2 separate regions of the Anser cygnoides genome follow, and region 2 is linked to region 1. A link is a contact called in public Hi-C data. All regions are on one chromosome and are shown on one strand. Each heading gives the region's core, a stretch centred on a gene start, on an enhancer-like site or on the middle of the called end of the contact. The rest is flanking DNA. Distances are from core to core; before and after follow the strand shown.

Evidence for each region. Hi-C and Micro-C count contacts between places; a contact is called where the count stands out from the background.
Region 2: a contact with region 1 is called in a Hi-C map of liver, with 2.1 times the contacts expected there. The contact joins the promoter of MRPL45 here to the promoter of MLLT6 in region 1. A contact is called at or near these places in 2 of 7 Hi-C or Micro-C datasets (both in liver).

What each region holds. Positions count from the first base shown.
Region 1 is chr22:8,231,693-8,236,562 of Taihu_goose_T2T_genome, reverse strand. MLLT6 (MLLT6, PHD finger containing) reads left to right here and starts at 2,067. Exons shown (of 20, transcript XM_066981421.1): 1 at 2,067-2,348. The coding sequence starts at 2,240.
Region 2 is chr22:8,430,844-8,435,713 of Taihu_goose_T2T_genome, reverse strand. MRPL45 (mitochondrial ribosomal protein L45) reads left to right here and starts at 2,236. Exons shown (of 8, transcript XM_066981600.1): 1 at 2,236-2,338; 2 at 2,596-2,791; 3 at 3,221-3,338; 4 at 3,716-3,814; 5 at 4,370-4,418; 6 at 4,663-4,812. The coding sequence starts at 2,291.

The sequences.
Region 1 (4,870 bases), core at 818-3,317:
GGGAGAGGAGGGGAAACCCTCCCAGAAAAGTGAGCTAAGGCTCAGTGAATTTCCAGCAATGTGGTGAACGTATTGTCTGCCCCTGTGACTCTCAAAGGAATGTAATAAAAGGAAGACAGCAACCCAGCAGGCAGCTTCTCAGGGAGCCGTCTGCCTTCCAGCCCCTTGATGTAACGCTTGAACAGGTGCAATATAAAGGATGCTAAACTGGTGATTATTAGGGCTGTTGGAATGGGTTTCCTCTCTGCTCTCTGATGAGAAGATTTTTTTTTTATAAAGAAACTCTACAACAGGATATGCTGACCTTTCAAAGCCTACCCATCGCAAGGGAAAAAACTTGGAGTGAGAAGAGGAAGGTCACCAGTCTAGGAGATACTGACGCTGTTTCTGCTCTTGTTTAAGTTACTGTAAATCAGGAACAGTTCTTGTGGAGCCGCTGCACGATGTGCTTGTAGGACGGCGAGTGGAACTGCTGATGTGTTCCAGGTAGGGCAGATTCCTGCAGGAACATTGATCGTTTTGAAGACTTCTGAGCAGAGATAGGACCTCCCAGCCACTCCCACGTGTGCCAGCATCTGAAAACACTTTTAAGTGCCTGCTCCTGGACGCAGCAGGGATGGCTTTTGATTTTTTTTCCTGTTTTTTTTTTTTTTTTAATTTCTTTTTTCTCCCACTACCACAACCATCTCTCTTCAGTGCTCACAAGCCAGCAAAGAGCAAGGAAAAAAAGATTTCCTGTAGTTGAATGATTCCATGAATCCCATGCATTTCCTAAGCAAGATACACTGCTCTCTTCTTTGCATCTAATTCATAACACTTCTGTTTAAAGCAGCAAGGATTTGCAGGAACAGAACGAAAAAGTAGAAGTGCAAATTGGGCATGTTTAAGTGCACCTTTGTGCTGGGGTTCCTGTGTACCATTCCTCCAGCAGCCCGACCTGTGACAAAAGCACCGCTGTAACGGAGCTGTGCAGTGCAGCAACAAGAGGATGGCTTTTTCTTTATCACAATGCAGGCGAAAAGTTATTCGCTGCTGCTTTTCCTATCTTTTTTTTCTTTAGGACAGCACGGTCTGCTGGGGATGGACCTGTGTGAGAGACGGTGAGACCTGGGCTCTGTTCCCCCTGCTGCTCTGTGTCCTCTGGCAAGTGATTCCAGGTGCAGCCGGCCCTGCTGGAGCTGCACGGACAAGTTACACGAATTCCTTGGCTTCCTCCTAGACCTATTCTCTAAGAGTTACTTATCTGTGTGCTCTGTGCTCGGGTTTTCCTCGTTTCTCCTCGTCTTAACCGAGTGGTGCGTCCAAAGGCAGGGCTGTTCCCCGCGGTGTGCCGTGATACCGTGTGGAGACCTGCAGCTGCAGTCCCACGGAGCTGCACTCCCTATGCTCTAGGATTATTTCTTTTAACTGGTTTGTACGGGATTTCTGACGTTTCTCCTGCTGGACGCAACCCCCCAAGGGGACATTTTTCCCCTTCCTTGGAAAGACGCCGCCACAAAACAGGTGCCAACGGGTTAAAAACTCCTCCAGAAGGAGCCTCCGAGAGCGGGACAGGCGGTGGCGCTCGCGGAACCCCAATCTGTCAAAGAGGAATTGCGGAGATAATAGGATTTGGGGAACGGTCGCGACTCATCGCCGGGGAGCGACCCGCGGGGGCTGCTCGGGCGCGCACCCAGCGCTTTGCGCCCCCGGCTGCGCGCTCGGAGCCCTGCCCGGTCCGCTCGGGAAGGCGGGGGGGGGGCACACACAACAAAACCATAAAGAAAGCAGCATAAAGCGGCCCGGGGGGGGGGTTCCAACAACAACAACCACAAGAACCCAACCCCAAAGCAAAGCACGACCCCCCCCCAGCAGCCCCCCAGCAGCCCCCCAGCCGCAGGGCGAGGCGCCGGGGGGGGGGGGGCCCCGCTCGGGGCGCGGCCATCATGGCCGGGGGGGGCGGCGGGGCGGGGGCGCGCGGGGGCGGGTGCCCGGGCGCGGGGCGAGCGTGCGGGGCGCGGGGCGGGGGCGCGCCGCCCCCGGGTCGTCCCCCCCCCCCCCCCCCCCCGGCCCCCGAGCGCCTCCCGGCTCCGCGCCGCCGCCACCGGGGGGCCGGGCACCCCGAGCCCCTCGGGGGGCGGCCGTGTGAAAGGCAGGCTGCGGGCGGGGAGGGGGGAGCGAGGAGGAGGAGGAGGAGGAGGAGGGAGGGAGGAGTGTGTGCGTAGCGGGAGGAGGGGGGGAAGGAAACCCTCATGGAAGTATGAAGGAGATGGTGGGAGGCTGCTGTGTCTGTTCTGATGAGCGGGGCTGGGCGGAGAACCCGCTGGTGTACTGCGATGGACACGGCTGCAATGTGGCGGTGCACCAAGGTAAGCGCCCGGCCCGGCACGGCTCGGCCCGGCCCGGCTCGGCACGGCTCGGCCCGGCCCCGCCGCCAGCCCCGGGCCGCGGAGCAGAGCGGGGCCGGGGCCGGGGCCGCCGCCGCTGCCTTCCCCCCGCCGTGCGCCCCGGGAGCGGCGGGGAGGCCGGGGGAGCGGCGGCGGGGGGGGGGGGGGCTTTGTTTTATCCCCATTGTTCCAAATAACGGTGTCGCCGCTGGCCTGCCGCCGCGGAGGAGCCGGGGAGGGGGGGGGGGGGGACGGGGGGAGCGGAGGTGGCCGTCAGCTGCTCCCGGGGGGGGCACCCACGGTCCGGGGCTCGGGGCGCTGCCCCTTACCGGGGGCGCCGGCAGCGACCGGCGGCCGCTTCCTTCCGTGGGGGGGGGAACCGGGGGGGGGGAGCCGCTGCCCGGGGCCCGGGGCCGGTGCCGGGCCCCGGGGGGAGCAGGGGGCAGCGCCCCGAGCCCCCCCCCCCCCCCCCCGCCGCCCCGTGCCCGGGCTCGGCCCGCGGCCGCCCGTGGCCCCGGGTAACCCCCCGGGGGCGGCCGCGGCCCGGGAGCTGCCGCCCCCAAGGGCAGGGAGGGAGCCGGCCCTTCCCCTCCCCGAGATAAGGGCCATTTGCATTTTAAATGACTCGGAGCACGCCCCTCGCACACGCTACCGGGCCGGAAAGTTTGTCCTCGGCACCAGCGCCTGCACGGGTGCGTGTTTGCTGCCGCTTAAACCCAGCAGCGAGGAAGGGCGATGCTGCTGGTTGGTTTGTTTTGAATAACACGAAGGTTTCTGGGCTCAGCTGGCATGTCTGTTTTCCCATCTATTATTATCCCATCCATCTCCCCGCGTATCTCCAGCCTCTTCCTGTGCAGGCTCTCCCTCGGTGTCTTGCTGCACGCTCCTGTCTCGGGCCGGGAACCTGTCCTGCGCTGCCTCTCCCCGCCTGCCAGGCCAGGTCTCTGGGTCTGTAGGTTGAGCTTTCTGCTGCTTTTCCTATGTTTGATGTGTCTGTGCTCACATCTTCTGCGAGAGCTCGCTTGCAACCAGGTGACTGAAGGGGAGGTGAAAAGAGGAAGCGAAGCTGGCGGGGGATTTCTCTGCGTTCAGTCAGTGCCGGGGTGTCTCCTGCCATAAAACAGCCCCTCCAGGTTGCCTCCGTGTGACCGGCAGCGTGTAGGGTCTCTCTGCAAGGATGCTTGCTTGTTTTGGTTTTGGTGCTGTAACTCTTCCGTTCTTCCCAAGACTCGTCCAACCACCCGCTGGAGAACGTGTTTCTGCGTAGCTGTTTTTTTGGAGGGAGATTAAGGGCACTGGCATCCTTGTGCTCGCTTCCAAGAGTAACATCAACGCTTCCGTTTGCCGGCTAGAGCGGTCTCCAGTCTGCGGTCCGGTTATTCTTGCAGGGTGCCTGCTTGTGGGCCCGCACGGTTACGGAGATGGATGCGCTCGCTGCGAGGCAGCCAAGCGGTGGGGAGCGTTGGGAGGCGTTAGAAGAGCCTCCGGGAGGGCATTGCTGGGGTGTTGGGGAAGCACAACTGTGTGGTTAGGGCTTGTAGGAGTCCGTCAGGATACAGTAATTCTTAAGCAGGGTAGCAGTGTGTAGTGGATGTTCAGAATACCTTCAGTCCTCTTTTTAAAGCCTGCTCACAAACCCAGTAGTCGTGTGGTGTTTTGGTGGGCTTTTAGTCACTAAACAGAAGCAAACCACTGTAGAGGTTCAGCTGGGCCTTCTAGTCTCATTCCCTACAACCACACGCTAGGTTTGGTATCTCTTTGTACTGCCTGAATATCTGCAAAACCAAAGTTGTCTTTTGAAATGATTGTGCAGCCCAGTAAAGAACCCTCTGTTTATTTTAAGCTTATGTTATAGCTACACATTAAAGCTGATTTAAAAAAAAATAGTACAATTTCTGTGACAATAGTTAGTTTTTTCCAGTAAAAAATTCAAAATGTTAACAAAAACATCTGATTGGAAATGAAGACTCTAATAAGATAGTGAAGAACATTTAGAAATAATATTTTCAACTCTACCCTATTTATGTTCTGCATTTTTCCTTGTTTTCTTCCTTGTTGTCTTTCTTTTTGAAGCAGTGGGCACAGAAGCTTGCACTAGCTCCAGCTGAGTGCTTGCTTTTGGCCCTAAGCCCATTGCTAAAGATGGACCCAAGGCAGGCTCCTCTGTCATTGCTTTCATGTAGTTTCTATTTTCTTGCGTATCTGCCTTGGCTCATCTTGCAGTCACTTCTTTCAGTTTAACTCCACAATCATGTTCATTTTCCTGGCTAAAACAGCATAAAAGACGTTAGAGAGATGGAGAAAACCTATTGGGCGTCGTGTCTGGTCCTTTCCCCAGGGGACATCACAGGATTGCATCCAGCAGGATATTTTCAGATGCTTTGTCCAACCTAGTTTCAGATGTCTCGAGTGACTGGGATTCCATTCCAACCGTCAGCTCGCATTTGGAGGGGAATAAGGAAAATGTAATTTCTTCTTTCCTAGGAGACTTCTATACCCTCACC
Region 2 (4,870 bases), core at 987-3,486, 200 kb before region 1:
GGGAAGGAGACAGAAGGAAGCAGCTGGGGCCGTGCGGGGCTTTGGGAAGCTCTGCAGGGCTCCGGGCGCCGCCACCCTCCCCGGCTCCTCCGATCCCTTTGGGCATTGCCGCCGTCCCCTTCCGCGGGGACACACGGACACGGGCAGACCGGTGGGACAGACGGCCGCCCGGCCAGCAGGAGAGACCTGGTGGGGCAGGATGACTTTTCCCCCCGCTCCTCTCCCCGGGCACGCAGCAGGGTCAGCAGCGGGATGAAGGCAGGAGGGGGTTGTCTCGGGGCTCTGCCTCCCACCCCAGGTCGCTCGGTGCCGCTGCTCGTGTGCCGTGGTGCCCGACGAGCCTCGCCGCACCCCCGGGGCTCCCTGCCGCGGCGGCTGGCCCGCGCTGCTGCATTGTTCGATGACAGATGCTGCTGTCAGCAAGAATCATGAACGAAAGAAAGGAAGAAAGGAAGGGGGAGAGAAGGAGAGCCTCTGAGGAGATGCCCGGGGAAGCTGCCGCCTCTGCCGTGTCCTGAGCAAACCGGGTTCTCCTGCCGCACCAGCGCGGGGAGGCCTGGGGACAAGCGGACGCGGTGGCTGCCAGGGTCTGTAATGAGCCCGGATCCTGCAGCCACAAATTGCTGACAGTGCCCTGGCTTAATTAGGAAAACAAGGGAAAGAGGGAAAAAGAAATAATAAAAAAAAGAAAGATCCTGGAGAGTCTTCTCTTCTCTTTTTGCATGGGTTTTTGCCGTCCCTGCTAGAGCGGGAGCAGCCGGAGGGCACCGGCTAATCCTGCCTCGCAGGTCCAGCCGCGGCTTAGGGCAGGAATCCGAGGTATTTGGGAGCAGGGGACGGTGCTGGGAGCCGCGGGGTGGCTCCGGGGCTGCCCCCAGCACGAGGCCGCGGCAGGAGGGGGGGCTGGCAGCGTTCTGTGCTGCTCCCCCCTCGCAGCGGTGGCGGCGGTGGCGTGCGTGCCGGCCTGCCCGTTGCCCTGCCCGTTGTCCCTCCTGCACCCCGCAGACCCGGGGCGTGTTGCACAAGCACCTCCGTGGTGCAGGGACGGTGCCAACGCGGCCAAAGCCCTGCCTGGAGGACGGCGCAGCCCTGGCCGGGAGCGAGCCCTGCTCCTCCCGGTGCTCCGGTCCTGCCCAAGCCCGGCAAAGGCCCCAACGGGGCAAAATGTGGGAGTTTTGTAAATGGGGGGGGTGGGGGGGTCAGCACGGGCAGGCCAGGGCCACCGTCAGGTGGCATCTCCAGGGGCCACCACCCTCGCTGGAGCAGATCCCTGCCCCTGGTTGCTGCAAGAGCCCCCCAGTGGCACCCCCCCCCCCCCCGTGCACCCCGGCATGGCCCCTACTGGGGGGGGCCAGGCCCCGATAGCGGCATGGGCTGGGATCAACGGTCCCGGGCGCAGCAGGGCCATCACTACACATTAACCAGCTGTCCGGCGGGGGGGCTCCCTACGGGCCAAGATCAACAGTCCCCGGGCTGGGAGCACGGCCGGGGGGGGCGAGCGCAGCCCTGAGCCTTCCACCGCCCCCCCGGCCCCACGCTTTGCTCCCCGCTGCCCTCGGCTCTGCGGGACGGACCGGGCTGGGCCCAGCCGAGCCGAGCTGCTGGGAGGCTGGCGGCCGCGCTGCCCCGGGGGGGGCGGATGGGGCTGAACCCCCCCCCCCAGCACCGTCCCTTGCATTCCTCGGGGGGTTGCGCGGGGGCCCTGCGGGTGCTGCACCCGCTTGCCTGGCACTGCCCCCCCCAGCACCTTCCCAGCCATGTGGGGCCGGGTGCCCCGTGTGGAGCCCCCGCAGCCCCCCCCCGCAGGGAGCCCCCCACTTCCAGGCGGACACGGACGGAGGGGCTGGGGAGGGGGGTCAGAACCGGGGGGGGGGGCACGCAAGGACATTGCATGGGGGGGCTGCACCCCTTGCACAGTGCAGTGGGGTGGGAGTTGGGCCCCCCCCCGTGCTGCAGGGGGGCTCCAGCACGCCCGTGCATGTGCACCCCTTGCACGGTGCACCCCCCCCCCCCCGTGCTGCAGTCCCGCCCCGTGCACGCCACCCCGCTGGGGGGGGGGGGGGGGGGGGGGGGGGGGGCCTTCCCCCCCCCCCCCCCCGCGGGACCCGGGGGGCGCCTCGCGCCGGGGGGGGCGGAGCCTCCCCCCCCCCCCCCCCCCGCAGCCGATGGAATTTTCCACTCGCCGCCGCCGCGCGGGCTCCCGACGGCCCCGCCCCCCCCGCGCGCCACCGCGGGGCCCCGCCCCCGTTCTGGCCCCGCCCCCCTTCCCGTCGGGCCGTGCGGCGCCAAGATGGCGGCCGCCATGAGGGCGGCGGGACTGGGGCTGCTGGGCCGGCGGGTGCGGGGCGCCGGGGGCGGACGGGGGGGGGACGGACGGGGGCCGGGGCCGCTGTGAGGGGCCGGGTTGGGGCCGGGGGCAGGCTCCCCCTCCGGGCACGGTCCCGGGCGGCCGCCCCGGGGCGGCGTTGGGCGCGGTGACGGCGGCTCCGCGGTCCGGAGGCGTGAGGGGAAGCAGCGCCCGGTGCCGGCCGCTCCCGGCCCCCGGTTAACGCCCGGCCCCCGGTTAACGCCCGGCCTTGCGTTCCCTTTCCGCAGGCCTTGGGGTCGGCGCTCCGCCCGCCCCGAGCCGCCCCGCCCTGCCTCGCGGTGCCGGTGAGGACGAAGCGGCGGCTGTTCGTGCCCGAGTGGGCCCGGGAGCTGTCCCCGGAGCAGAAGGAGCGCAGCATGCGCGCCGCCGCCAGGGCGCTGCCCGAGGACCGCGTGGAGCGCGCCTTCTTCTTGGCCTGCACAGGTGCGGCGGGGCTCTCCGGGGGCAGTTCGCTGCGGCCGTGCTGACAGCGTCCGCCTGCAGCAGGCTCCGTGACCTGCTCTGCCCCGGGTGGGTGAAGGCAGCGGCCCTGCTGCTACCAGCTGTGTGCGGGGCCGTTGGCCCTTCATACCCAGGGACCAGCATTAGCATGGGAGGCCGTGCTTTGTCCTGCTGGGTGTCTTATCCTCATGTCCTGGGGCTGCATGGAAGAGAAGGAGAGCTGATGGTGTAACACAGCTTGTTCGCAGTGAGAGGTGCCCCTGTCATTTGTGGCCACGCTCTTATTTCATCCTAAAGATGTTTTCCGGGAGGAATCCTTCTCTAGCAGCCAGGGTGCTGCCTCTCTGTTTCCTTCAGCGTGCAGCGTTTGGCAGCTTTTGAGCCTCCTGACCTCTCTTCTCTCTCATGCAGCTGATATTATAGACCCTTATGTCCCTCCTGAGGGCGATGCCCGCATGACTTCCCTATCCAAAGATGGGCTGAAGCAAAGGGTGGAGAAGCTGAAGCAGACTGCTGCCTCCCAGCTGGCGTATGTACCTTCCTTTTAATTAGTCTGTGGTGTCAAAGTCTCGCCCAGTTCTGTCTCGCAGTGGTGAGGTGGTGTGTTTGTTTATAACGTTGTTGCTCTTGTACCGCTTCTGTCCTTGGCGTGAGAGTGAACGCAAGGCGTCTGTCCTGGCACGAAGGGGTGCAACGTGTACTCGCTTTGTCTGTTTTTTTGGGGTTTGCAGAAGTATGTTTTTCTTATGAGCACCTAGAGACTGTGTGTCAGTGGGGAGGGAGTCTCTGGTTCCCAGTTACTCCCCGGGAAAAGTGCTTCTAGAACTGGATAAGACTGTTGTCACCTGAAACACTGAAATGTTTTTTACTTACTGCAGAGCTTTTTTTTTTTTCTTGTCTTTTCAGTCTCCGGAAGGTAAAGGATCATGATCCGGATTTCAGCACGAAAACCTTCCCAGAGAAGGCCCAGGAGATATTCATTGAAGCTCACAATTGCCTGGCAAAGTAAGACCTGGTCTCTGACTGGTGTGGTTATGTAGGACCTGCTTCTTTTTGCTTATATGCTCTGGTTTTCTTCCTTATCTTTCTAACCCTCGTGCCTCCTCTGCAACAAGTACTTTCTTTTGCTGCCCTCATCTCTCTGAAGACGAGGTGGCATTGGAGGTTTGGGAATCGGTGTTATTAGCAGCTGAGCGGGTGGTTGCTGCTGTTCAGCATCATGCCGCAGGGAGTGGTTTGGATGTGAAAGGATGCTCTGCTGACTTGCTCCACTGTGTAGGAACAGAACAGATTTCAGAAGTGCATCATTTGTGGTTACAGTTCCAAACATCAATAAAGCACTTAGACCATAACTGGCTTCCAAGGGATGTTGTCATGTCTTTCCCCGATGTCTTGTCAGCCAGCTGGCATTCAGGTTCTGATTTTGTGTTAAGATCGCAGCTGAGAATCTTGTTTTTCTGCTTTGCCGGTGGATTATATATCTTCTGGAGAAGCAGGAATTTGTGAGTAAGCCTCTTTACAATACACGTATTTGAGTAACTGGGTGTGTTTCACTTGCAGTTTTAACAAGCAGAAACTTCACTCCCTGGTGACAGAGCGCTGCTATCCGGTAAGTTTGTCTGGGTGTTAGTGTGTCCTTGGTTGGTTTTAGAGAGTCTTAAAGAGTGTGGAAGGGTTGAGAAATTGCCTGTCTCTTTTCTTTTTTTCCCCACCTGAATACAACAAAGACAGTGGGGAGACAAACCACAAGTTTAAGTAATAGCTAACGAATAAATGCTTCACTACATGTAGTAGTTCGCTTCTTCAATTCACACCCTAATTAAGTTGGTGCCGACTTATTTTTTCCTTTTTAGGACATGGTCCGCGGCAACAGGTACAAGACCATCCGGTGGAGTTTTGTGGAGTCTCTGGAGCCTCCGAGAGTGGTCCATATTCGGTGCAACAGCATTGTGAATCCAAGTAACCTGTACGGCCAGGTGACGGTGCGGATGCACACGCGGCAGGTACGTCCCCCTGTCCCCCTTGTGTCTCCCAGCTGCCTCCAACCTGGGGCCAGCCCAG